Regions from separate parts of the Rattus norvegicus genome. Here region 1 is linked to region 2. A link is a contact called in public Hi-C data. All regions are on one chromosome and are shown on one strand. The core of a region is the stretch at or near the end of the contact, and the rest is flanking DNA. Distances in the headings are between cores, read along the strand shown.

Region 1 (6,528 bases), core at 2,918-5,417, 68 kb after region 2:
GTAGAATACTAAAACAAAATATAAGGCATTGTTAAAGATAATTTTTATTTTGCTTATATTACTTAAAATGTGAGTTGTATGTTTTTAATTTGGGTTGTTTGAATAATGGGAACATCTAAAAGCCTCACAGTGATTCTGAACCATTTAAAATCAAACACAATGATCTGAAAATAAATGAGTTATTTGAAAAATATCTAAACCATTAGCTATTGATTCACTCAATAGTGTGCTGTATACTATGCAGAATCCTACAGACGTGAACAATCTTTAAAAGTTCACAGTATATTCACAGGGCAGGCGAGCAGGGCATGAAGAGCAGAAGCTGTATTGGTTGATGGCAGAAGTGAGGAAAAGGTTGGGAATGTAGGGAAAAGGCTATGGGCAGAAGGGTAAGGACAAGACTTTCCTAAAGGAATCAACTTTTAGAATCAGGTTGGGACAAGGTGTGCTGAGCATTGTGGGTAGTGATTTTTTTTTTTTTCCTTTTTTTCGGAGCTGGGGACCAAACCCAGGGCCTTGTGCTTGCTAGGCAAGCACTCTACCACTGAGCTAAATCCCCAATGGGTAGTGATTTTTCTTTGTCTGAATTGTAAATATTTTGTCAAATGATGAGACATTTATATGTAAGCATGTTGGTACAATGAAAGCATCTTCAAAGTGTTCACCTGGGGCTGGGGAGATGGCTTCATGGATACCTCCCACAAGCATGAGGATGTGTGTGTGTGTATCCCAGCATCCACACAAAAAGCCAGGCATGGCGGTGGAACAGTGATCCAACAGTGGGAAGCAGTCAACTCAGCAAGCTACAGGTTCCACCTCAAAAAATAAGATGGCCGCCTGTGTTAAGAGAAATGTAGCGAGTGAAGACCTCTGGTCTGTGCATGCATGTATGGGCACACAGGCACATGAACACAGTTATACATACAAAAGACTTGATGGTCTGTTGGGTAAGGTTGGAAAAGTAACATAGAAAAGACTAAAGCTTCACACACACACACACAAGTTGGGATAAAGTACTTTGTGAGCTCATCCCTTTGTTCAATCCGGATTCTTGCACTGTGCTCTTTAAATTGACCTTTCCCTTTCATATCCTTAGTAATTTTTTTCACCAACATCTTCGGAATAGTGTTATGGTTTGGATCTTTAATGTCCCACAAAGGGTCATGTATTAGAGACTTGGTCCTCAGCTGAGGGTGTTGTGGGGAGATGGTAGAAACTAGGAAGTGGGGCCTAGTGGGGGTAAGGTCATTGGAATTCTTGAAGAGGGGTGGGACCCTGGCTCCTCTTCTCTGTATTCATCTCATCTTCCCTGTGAACAACTCTGCTGTCACACACTCCACCATTTTGTCTTGCCATCAGCCTACAGGGACAGAGATAAGTGACATGGACTACAACCTTTGAGCTACTAGCCTAGGTAAATCTTAGATTAAAGGTTAAGTCAGAAGTTTGTCATACTATCAGACAGCTGACTAGCACATGCAGTAACCTTTATAGGTTCTGTTTGTCTGAAAATGTATTTCATTTTCAATCTTTATTTGTAATGGTGCTGGAGATTGAACCCTGGGCCCACAACTTCAAGGCAGGCACTGTCCCCCTGAGTGATATAGGTAACCATGCGCAAATGAGCATTTACATGACTTCCAGGTAGTTTTCCTCAGCTCTTTGAAGAGAGTACTCCTACTTCCACAGAACGCACGGGATTTTTCTTCCTAGCAGCAATTTGTCCTTTCTCTAGTTGGTTTTTTTTTTTATTAACATTTTCTATTTTTTTTAGTGTTAGTGACACAACAAAGAAATAAAAACCTTAAAGCTTTTTCACAGAAATATTAACTTCAAAATAAATATGTTGATGAACTTAAAAGTAAAACTGTTTCCTTGACTTCTTTTGTGTGCTTGTTGATTGATTTATTGAGACAGGGTTTCTCTGTGTACCCTGGCTGTCCTGAAACTCACTGTGTAGACCAGTATGTCCTTGAACCCAGAGATCTACTTGCCTCTGCCTCTTAACCATTGGGAATAAAGGCATGCAGTACCACCACCACCACCACCAATATTTTGGCTTTTTAAAGAAAATACAAAAAAAAAACTTTTAAGTATTTGAAACATAAAAAGATTGGGCAAAATTTTCTGAATTTGTGCTTCAAAAAAAATACTGTAAAGATAATAAAAAGAATTCCCAGAATAGGTAAAAATATTTAGACACCCTGATAAGGTCTTATATTCAGAATATGTAGAGATCTTTAGCCTTTTCTAAAAAAAAAACAAAAGGGGCTGGGGATTTAGCTCAGTGGTAGAGCGCTTGCCTAGGAAGCGCAAGGCCCTGGGTTCGATCTCCAGCTCCGAAAAAAAAGAACCAAAAAAAAACAAAAAACAAAAAAAAAAAAAAAAAAAAAAAAAAACAAAACAAGCCCCTGGGTAGCCAAGGAGACTGTTAAGAGATGTTCAACATTATTATTATCAGGGAAACGCAGGTTAAACTATAGTGAGATGTCACTAATGAAAAATGTAAAGACCGACAACAGCAAGTGTTAATGTATACATGATGCAGACGTATCTCTGATGTTGGTAAGACTGGGACTATCTCTGGAAATTACCCAGGCATTTCTTTTACTGTTTGTTTGAGACACAATCTTGTTATAGCTTAAACTGGCCTGGGTCCTCCTGTGTAAGTACTACAAGTACTGAGGTTGCACATCACGTACTACCATGCCTGGCTTTGGCATGTCTAGTAAAGTCAAGTGTACATTTAGTGTATATTATTCCACCCCTAGACATTATCCTCTCCTAGACAGTTCTTCAGACTAAAGACCTCAGTCTCTCACTGGCTATTTTGGCCAGAAATAGTCCTCACCGTACTCCCGTCGTGCAGTGACCCTCCTCCAGATAGCAGAGAGAACAAGATAGAACTCTGTAAAACTTAAACTGAAAAGTAACAGCCCTCAATTGTCATAGGGTTTTTCGCTAAGCCTAGCCTGTGTCAAGAGCTTGAAGACTTTTGTCTTCAAGTTCCACAAATGAGTAGGAACTCGTATTCTTGTTTTTCACTTTTATGTCACTCCTAAAGATAGGCTGTTTTCTCATGGCATATGTGTGAAAACCAGAGACTACAATTCTCCAGGTAAAAAACAAAAACCAAAAAACCCACCTTACTTAGTAAGCATGACTAGTGTTTCGTATACCTGGCTCCAAGGGGAACGAAGAGGAGCTACTTAATGTAGAAGTAATGCATCCATATGATTTTTAGGAAAATAAATTTTATTTAAAAGTGAAGAAAAATAGGTTTGATGAACCATTTTCTTCTTGCATCCAACACTAATTCTTTTACCCCCTCCTCTATCCCTTTTGTAACCGCTCAACATATTCTAGTTCTCTATCTTTCATCAGCAAAACTAAAACTAAAACACCTCAGCCGGGTGCGGTGGCCCATGCATCCAAATACTTGTGAGGCAGAGGTAGATCTATTTCTGTGAGTTCTGGACCTACATAGTGAGTTCTAGGACAGCCAGGGCTATGTAGAGAGAGATCTTGGCCCAACGAAACAAAAGAAAAAGGGGAAAAAAAAACTTTGATTCTGGCCAGTCTCTACATAGTTAAAAAACAAAACTTTTCTCCCTCTCCACAATTTATTTCACTTTTTTTTAAAAAAGCATACTTATCTCGAGATATTTTAGTTAAATCAGTTTTCTAATGATTCTCTGAGAACCTCGGTGCATTTAACATACACCCTTGTATCCCAATCAAATATCGAAATCTCATTTATTAAATTATTAAAATACTCATTATTAAAATACTGTTTTCTCAAAGGACTAAATAAAATCTCCCTTTGGCTTCCTTTAGTAAAGACTCACGTCAAAGATCTCACAACTACTGCACAGGTTGAGACGGATGGAAAGGAGAATAAATGAGACTTCCCATTTTGTGTTAAACGGCGAGGAAGACCTCTACCGCTGCGGTGCGCACAGCGGAGACGCTCAAAACTAGAAGCGGATCGGGTCTAGTGCACCCGGCTGACCCGCTCTAGCCCTACGGTGGAGATGTCTGTGTAGAACTGCAGCAGAGCCGGAAAAGGAACGATTCTTCTGAGCCGCGGTTTCCGCGGGGAAACCTAATCCAGGCCCTGGTCTGACGTACTTCCGAAGCGTCGGAACAGAGGAAGCTACGCTGACTGCGGGGAATACGGAGTCGCAAACATGGTGGTCACTAGGTCTGGGTCCAGGATCCAAGAAAGTTCCCAACGGAAGGTGAGATGGGTCCCGGGTTCTCCCGGTCTCCTCGCCAGTAGGCAGAGCAGCTCGGGGGTGCGGAGGAGAGGGAGGAGGAACCCAGCCGTGAGCGCGTGGTACTGCATCCGGCCGGTTCAGAACTTGTTTGGGCCCGGGGGTTCTTTTAGGGCCCTTGTGAGTCCGTAGCTCGCCTTGGGCAAATGAGGCCTTTTAAGTTTACTGTTTGAGACAATACCAAGGAAGGGTAATTCCAGTCACCTCGACCGAGCCTAGTTTTGGGGATGGGAAGGAGCATCGTTTTCACGTGGAGAGACTGGCAATGGCCCAGCACTAACTCCTCCGGCATATGAAGGCGTGGTCTCTCTCAGAGCCTCTGATTGTCTTCGGGTGCTATGCTCTTTAGATTGTGTGGTAAGGGATCTAGAGCAGCCCTTTCCTGTATGTAAAAATCCAGACAAACAGGATTACTTTGCACACTCCTAAACACGTGTTCAATTAGTACTTAACTCCCTCGCTCCCTGAGCCTCTGTAAATGATTTAAAAATTTCCCCCTCGTTCTTTTTTTTTTTTTTTTTTGGTTCTTTTTTTTTTTTTTTGGAGCTGGGGACCGAACCCAGGACCTTGCGCTTCCTAGGCAAGCGCTCTACCACTGAGCTAAATCCCCAACCCCTCCCCCTCGTTCTTTAAGTGGAGAAAGTTCTCTTTTTAGTTCTGCTTTCTGAAGCCTAGGATGAGGCAAGTAAAAAAATAGGTATTTTATCGTGAGTTTGGCTTTGATTAGTACCTTCTAAAGTGTTGCTCCCTAGGCCATGCCACCTCTGCTCTTGTCCCTGCCCTATCTAAACTATATCGTATTTGTTATTGGTTTTCAGAGGTCTGTTCCTCGGAGAATTGGAACACATCCAGAAAGCAAAAAAGAATCGGGATCGAAAGGCAGCACTGCTGGATCGCAGTCTGCTGAGGAGCAGAACTCAGCCCTCTCTGGCAGCAGGAACAGCAGAACCGCAGGCCCAGCGGAGATCACTGTACTGATTTCTGATGGAGAGGCCTCTGAAACGGAGTCTCATGCTTCTGGGGTTTCTTCTGTGTTAGAGGTCCAAGAGCCCATTATAAGAGTAACTAGGAAACGTCAGGTTGTAATTGTGCCCACCCCGAAGTCCAGTGTTAGGAAAAGGCAGAAAGTAATCCCTCAACTCCCTCAACATGAATCTGGGGATGAAGGAGCTGTTTCTGAAGCAGAGTCTCATGTTTCAGGGGTTTCTATGGTTGTACCTTCCACAGAAAGAAGAACCAGAAATAAGGCTAAATCTCAAAGAGATTCAAGCCAAGAATCATATTCGGAAACTATATCTGATGCTGAGTGGTCCTGCTCAGGCATTTCATCATTGGAGAGTGCACCGAGGAGAACAGGCAGGAATGTGCAGAAGAAATTAGAGTTCCAAGCTGAGAAAAAAGATACTGAGATTACACCAGGAAATAAAAAGCCAATCGTGGGTCCGTCTGTGGATTCAGAGGACTCAGAAGCTAAACAGCCCTCTCAGTTGTCATCGGCAAGACTGCAGTCTCAGATAAATATGCCGACTATTTCTGATAGTGAAACGTATAATAATGACTTTGACGATTCCATTCACAGAAATTCAGGGGAAAAACTGACAACCCAAAACCAAAATTTGCATATCCAAGAGGAAAAACAAGCCGATGTTGTATCTCTTACAGAAGTCATAAAGAATTGTAAGAATCTGGATGAGGAGGACCCCAAAGTAATAGAGGAAAAAGTAGTTAATGAGGAAGATTCCCAGCTGAGTCTTTCCAAAGCTCAAGACTCCAGCCCTCAGCAGTCAGTGTCTCTGAAGCATTCAAGCATCCCACGTAAAGCCACATCCCAGGCTTCAAGTCCAGAGCAGGAGGCTGTAATGAAATCACTAGAGCACAAGTTTGCAGTTGTGAAAATAGAAAGATGTAATAAAGAGAGAGGGGGCAACGTAGAAAAGAGTGACTTGGCACAGTTCAGTGATTGTGGTAATAGCAATGATGAGCCTGCAAGTGTAGGTGTCAGTGAGGACAAGAGCAGCCAAAGGGATGTCGCTCTTGAATGTGATGCCATGCCATGCAAGTCTGAACTCAGCATGTCTCGGCATACAGATAGTCCTATTCTATTATTTCTTAGCAGTGATGAAAGCCAACAGTCTGACAGCAGTGAGAATGAAAGGGACACTTTGTGTCCTGTTGAAAACAGTGGCCAAAAGGAGGCATCAGCTGAGGACTTGGAAGATCCTGCCTGTGGTAGTGCACTGTTTGTAATCGA
Region 2 (6,479 bases), core at 3,498-5,997:
AACTCCCGATGGCAAAACTGGAACACAGTCACCTTTTCATCCAGACCCCTGACTAGTGGCTTTGGCCTTAGCGATTATTTTCATTCTGAGTGGATCTACTTTTGTGGAGTGGGAGGGGTATGGATGTGTGGGTGTTATTTGGGAGGAAGAATAAAAAGCAGCTTCCTGATGAGCTATTCTGCTCATTAATCTCCCGCTCGGCAAGAGGTCATTAGTGTTCAGCCTCTGGTACAGTTTCTGGCTTTCTCAGAGGGTTGAGCTTCCATGAGAGCCATTGACACAGCTATACTAGTAGTCACAAAAGTCCTGCAACACTGGAGTGGAAGGGAATGAGCTCACTGTAATGCCATGCATCAAAGTCTTCATACAGTTGGGCTCACTGTGATGTCATGCATCAAAGTCTTCATACGGTTGGGCTAAGGAAAACACCCACCTAGTAATGCATGTAAGCATTAGCTACAGGTAATACATGTAAAGACTATCCACAGATATTCTCTGTATGTAAGTTTGACATCTTTTTGGTGTAGCATGTTTGAGTGCCTACTCATCAGGTACAGTAAGGACAGGAGGTGAAGGGACATGGATGAGCAGGGATGAGTCTTGTTGGATTATTACACCTAGTACGTCCTTGTAGAGAAGCCAAGGCTTCCTCTGTTCACCATTCCAGTGGCAGCGCGAATCAAGAAGAGCAGGGTCTAAGACTGAGGCAGACTAAAGTCCTATGCAACAGGCTACTTTATTCAGAGCATCAGACAATTTATACTCTGAGGGTAAGAAGGGTCATCTGAACAACATTTTCTGTATCCATTCTTCGGTTGAGGGACATCCGGGTTCTTTCCAGTTTCTGGCTATTACAAATAAGGCTGCTAAGAACATAGTGGGGCATGTGTTCTTGTGTATGTGCCCAAGAGTGGTATATCTGGGTCTTCAGGTGGAACTATTTCCAATTTTCTAAGAAACTGCCAGGTAGATTTCGAGTGATTGTACAAGTTTGCAAACCTTCAAACAGTTGAGGAGTGTTTCCCTTCTCCACATCCTCACCAGCATGTGCTGTTCCTTGAGGTTTTGATCTTAGCCATACTGATTGGTGTCGTTTTGATCTGTATTTCCCTGGTGACTAAGTATGTGCATGGTATGTACTCATTGATAAGTGGATATTAGCTATAAAGTATAGAATATTATGATATACCACACAGACCCAAATAAGTTAAACAAGAGGGAAGGATTGGGCATGTGTGCTTGAACCACATTTAAAAGGGGAAACAAAATAGTCAGAGGAGGCTGAGGGAGGGAACTGGGTAGGAGAGGGAGAGGGAGAGGGAGAGGGAGAGGGAGAGGGAGAGGGAGAGGGAGAGGGAGAGGGAGAGGAATGGGGAGGTAGAGGCAGGTGAGGGGAGAGACAGGAGAGAGACCCAGAGGGCCCTAAGAAATGGAAATCTGCAGCTGCTGAGGGTGGTGATGGGGGGAGTGGAGAATCTCTAGGAAATCCCAGAGACCTGGGATAGGGGAGGCTCCCAGGAGTCAATGCAAGTGACCTTAGACAAGATGCCTAACAGTGGGGACATGGAACCTGAAGAGGCCACCTCCTGTAGCCAGGCAGGACCCCTAGGGGAGGGATAAGGACACCAACCCACTCAAAATTTGTCCTGTCTAAAAGAAATGCAGGGATAGAGTAGAGACTGAAGGAAAGGCCAACCGGGTCCAACTCAAAACCCATCCCATGGGCAAACACCAATCCCTGACATAGTTAATGAAACTATGTTGCAGACAGGAGCCTAGCATAGCTTTCTTTGGGAAGCTCTACTTATCTGAAACAGATGCAGACACACCCACAGCCAAACATTAGACGGAAGTCAGGACACTTCTGGAAGAGTTAAGGGAAGGATTGAAGGCCCTGAAGGGGATGAGAAGCCCACAGGAAGACCAACAGAATCAACAAACTTGTACCCCTGAGAGCTCTCAGAGTCTGAGTCACTTACCAAAAAACATACACAGGCTGGAACTAGGCCCCAGGCACATAGGCACGTATGCGGCAGACAAGCAGCTCAGCCTCCATGGCTGTTCTGTCTGGCCTCAGTGGGAGATGATGAAGGGGGGTGGGAGGGAGGGACTCTGAGAAGGAGGGACTGGGAGGGGAAGCAACATTTGGGATGTAAATAAATAAATAAATAATAAATAAAATTTAAATAAAAAATTAAAAAAGATTTTTTAAAAAAGCAGGAAGAGTCACCTGAATAAAGTGTACAATCACAAGGACAAGCCACACATGGCAAAAACATGTTTTTGCATAGAGGCACATAAACGAGTAATGACAGCCAATTGTCTGTAACCTGAACTCACTCCTATCCACTGCACCTGTGAGGGGCACGAAAGCATATTCCAAGAACAACCCACGTTATGCGGGTACAGAGATTACACACTCTTGTCTTGTTTACTTGAAGTTTTCTCACAAGATCTCAGAATCTCCTCACACAGCTTCCGTCATGGGCGGAGCGCTGACACCCTCTCTGGTGCTAATGAGCGCCGTTGCTGCAGGGGCATCAGAAGACTACAGCATACATGGCTTCCAGCAGTTCACACCAGAGCTTACCAAGAACTCGAAGCTAAGTAGTTTTAACCGAAACTGAGTAAAGAAGGGGAACAGATTTCTTTTCCAAGGTAGTCTCCCCTGTCGGGCCTACAGATAGTCTTTTCGTATAAACCCTTTCCAGCAGCACTTCTCGGGCCAACCATGGTTCCGGAGTCCCAAGGGCTTGTGGGAGAGGAACACTGAGGCCGAGGCCCGGCATCTGCTGCTGACAGGGAACAAGGGAAAGTGAACACGTGTGGTAAAGCCTTTAGTTGCGCCTCGCTAGAGGTAGATTAGCGATTGTGACAAGAGAGAGAAGACTATGCAAGGGTGGGACAGGAGTAATCATCTACCTAATGAGGTTTCCAAAAGCATGGAGTCCGTTCTCTTCTACCACAGGGGTCCCAGGGGGCAAATTTGGGTCATCAGGCTTGGTGGTAAGCACCCATGTAGCCATCTTGAAGGCCTTGTAAACTCTTCTGTGACGAATCATTCCGCTTCCCTCACACCTTTACTAGATCACAAGATATGAATCTTGAATCTTTACTCATCTTTATACCCTCTGTTACTTAATGTTCTTTTCTGATGTTTCGCTACATAATAGATTTTCAATAAATACTAAGCAGACAGCATGAAAATGTCAGTGGGGGAAACAGCGGGCAGGACTGGGTGCATAATTGTTCGGACACAGTACATAAGGAAATTATGAGTGCAGCTACCTAGAACCTCAAGGGGGCAATAGTGGGGCATCAATCTCAATACAGGACTTTCTCAGGGTGCAGGGCTATGCATCTCCACAACTGTACACTCCTGAAGCCCTCCTCAGTGGCTGACATTGACCTCACAACCTAGAAGCACCTGGGTGTTTAAAAGGACAGGTCGTGGGGAGACCGCTACCGTGTGACACCCAGTCATTCTCCTCCTAGACATGGGTATGATTTGTTGCACGGTTGCTCACATAAGAACTGCATTTCTCAGGCTCAGAGGTTAAGAGCACTGACTGCTCTTCCAGAGGTTCTGAGTTCAATTCCCAGCAACCACATGGTGGCTCACAACCATCTGTAATGAGATCTGATGCCCTCTTCTGGTATGCATGAGACAGACACTCATATATACAAGTAAAAACATCTTAAGAAAAAGGAGCTGCACACATGGTGTGCACTCATGATAAGTGGCTATTAGCCCAAATGCTCGAATTACCCTAGATGCATAGAACACGTGAAACTCAAGAAGGGTGACCAAAATGGGGATGCTTCACTCCTTCTTTAAAAGGGGAACAAGAATATCCTTGGGGGGGGAATAGGGAGGCAAAGTTTAGAACAGAGACTGAAGGAACGCCCATTCAGAGCTGCCCCACATGTGACCCATACATATACAGCCACCAAACTAGATAAGATGGATGAAGCAAAAAAGTGCAGGCTGACAGGAACTGGATGTAGTTCTCTCCTGAGAGACACAGCCAGAATACAGCAAATACATAGGTGAATGCCAGCAGCAAACCACTGAACTGAGAACGGGACCCCCGTTGAAGGAATCAGAGAAAGGACTGAAAGAGCTGAAGGGGCTTGAGACCCCATATGAACAACAAGGCCAACCAACCAGAGCTTCCAGGGACTAAGCCACTACCCAAAGACTATACATGAACTGACCCTGGGCTCCAATTGCATAGGTAGCAATGAATAGCCTAGTAAGAGCACCAGTGGAAGGGGAAGCCCTTGGTCCTGCCAAGACTGGACCCCGAGTGAATGTGATTCTTGGGGGGAGGGCGGTAATGGGGGGAGGATGGGGAGGGGAACACCCATAAAGAAGGGGAGGGGGAGGGGTAAGGGGGATGTTGGCCCCGAAACCTGGAAAGGGAATAACATTTGAAATGTAAATAAGAAATACTCAATTTAATAAAGATGGAAAAAATGTAAATTGTAAATAAATTAAAAAAAGAAAAGAAAAGAAAAAAGAGCTGCATTTCTCAAGCTTCCCTGAACAGTGGAAGAGATGCATGCAAGGTCCAAGAAGAACCCCTCAAGTCCCCTTTCCCAGGTCTGTGATCTAGTAGCCCAGCTTCAACCGTAACAACTTCCTGAGTGACTCAGCATGCCAGAGCACAGTTGGAAGGACTCTGGGTCCTGATCAATGTGATTATGTGGAATAGGCATGCTCACCAGATCTTGGGCTCAGGATCCATCTTAGAGACCCTGACCTAAGGTTGAACTTGAGTTAACCAACAGTCAGCACCTAGCACTAGTTACCAGGTTACAAGCCTGCCCCGGCACTCCCCTTCCTAACAACCACTAATCTGGAGGAAAGCAGAAGTTAAGTTTATGGCTTAGCTCCCAGCACCAGCCAATTATGTTAAAGGTCAACAAAATTCTGTACTGGCCACCCAATCAGATGTGTGATAAGCTAGAAACCCCCTTGCTTGCTTGCCATTTCCAATAAATCCTGGCCCCGTTGAGAACTTGGGGCTTCGGTCTCCTGTCCTGCTATCTGTGGTGCTGTGTCAGAGATGGCGGTGTGGTCCAAGCTCGAGTTTGTCATAAAGACCCTAGTGAGATTGGAATTGGCTCCTTGGTGGTCTTTGGGGGCTTATGAAACGGGCACAGCACTCAGAAACACAGCACACCTCAGAGTAGTGGCTCAAATCAGCGAAGGTCCCCTATCAATAGCTTTGTTGACAGAGACTATGTCAAAAACATCTTTTTCATTCACTCAGCGGCCAGATACGTGACACTGAACCAGTGGATCTCTCTTTTTTCTTTTTTCAGAGCTGGGGACCGAACCCAGGGCCTTGCGGTTGCTAGGCAAGCGCTCTACCACTGAGCTAAATCCCCAACCCCGAACCAGTGGATCTCAACCCGTGGCTTGTGACCTCTTTGGGGGTCAAACATCAGCTATTCTGCATATCAAATATTTACACTACAGTTCATCATAACAGTAGCAAAATTACAGTTATGAAATAGCAATAATTAAGAAATAATTTTATGGTTGGGGGTCACCACAACATGAGGAATTGTATTTTAAAGGGTTGCAGTAATAGGAAGGTTGAGAACATCTGGTGTAGATGAAGCCAAAGCTGGGATGTGCCTGCAGATCCTTGTGTCTGAGTATCAGGGGATACAGGGTTAACTCTGAAGGAGGCACTTGGCTTAGGAAGGGAGCACACCGTGCTTAAGTATGATTTCACCTTAGTAAGGGAGCACACCGTGCTTAAGTATGATCTCACCTTAGGAAGGGAGCACACCGTGCTTAAGTATGATCTCACCTTAGGAAGGGAGCACACCGTGCTTAAGTATGAGTTACCTTAGTAAGGGAGCACACCGTGCTTAAGTATGATCTTACCTGCTCTCTCCCCAGCAACCCAGACAGCTAAAGTTAAATTAAGCTAGTCTTACGCTAAACCTAATAAGAGAACATAGTCTTAAAACTAGTGGCTGAAACTGGCTAATGACAAGTTTTCTGCCAGCCACAGACTACAAATGGAGGAAATAGGTCCATTTTAGTGACATGCCAAACTGTGTCACCAGGCTATTTCTCTTGTCTTTTGGCAGGGTTTTCTAACAGTGTGGTAGCACTCTCTGGACCGCCTGAGCCATCTGATTCCTCAGTCTTTTTTTTTTTTTTTAAGGCTTATTTATTCATTCTATGCATATGAGTGCTCACCAGAAGAGGGCATCAGACCCCACTACAGATGATTGTGAGCCACCATGTGGTTGCTGGGAATTGAACTCTGGAGGAACAGTCAGTGCTGAGCTATCTTCTCTCCAGCCCTCATCAGTCAGTCTGTCTGCTCAGTTACCTCCTGTCGAGCGTGTCCTTTTCTTCCTCAGAGAGGGGAGCTGGATCTCAGGTAGAGTTGCAGGGGGGCTAATGATGGAGCAGAGCTACTGGACCAGGGCCTCTCCCGGTGAGTACA

Evidence for each region. A called contact is a pair of places that touch in the nucleus more often than the background predicts.
Region 1: a Hi-C map of liver shows a contact between it and region 2, with 4 times the contacts expected there. The contact joins the promoter of Dnttip2 here to the enhancer-like site in region 2. A contact is called at or near these places in 5 of 12 Hi-C or Micro-C datasets (the Rat2 cell line, Schwann cells, hepatocytes and 2 more).

What each region holds. Positions count from the first base shown.
Region 1 is chr2:213,054,808-213,061,335 of GRCr8, forward strand. Dnttip2 (deoxynucleotidyltransferase, terminal, interacting protein 2) reads left to right here and starts at 4,168. Exons shown (of 7, transcript NM_001399742.1): 1 at 4,168-4,241; 2 at 5,096-6,528. The coding sequence starts at 4,191.
Region 2 is chr2:212,986,559-212,993,037 of GRCr8, forward strand. It overlaps Abca4 (ATP binding cassette subfamily A member 4), which reads left to right. Exons shown (of 50, transcript NM_001107721.1): 50 at 1-171. Among named protein-coding and RNA genes, the nearest start is that of Gclm, 42 kb to the right of the region's middle. Within about 2 kb of position 4,748, at least 1 of the 93 cell types and tissues checked has an H3K27ac peak or open chromatin away from gene starts, as enhancers often do. A contact at or near this core is called in liver, where this site is marked.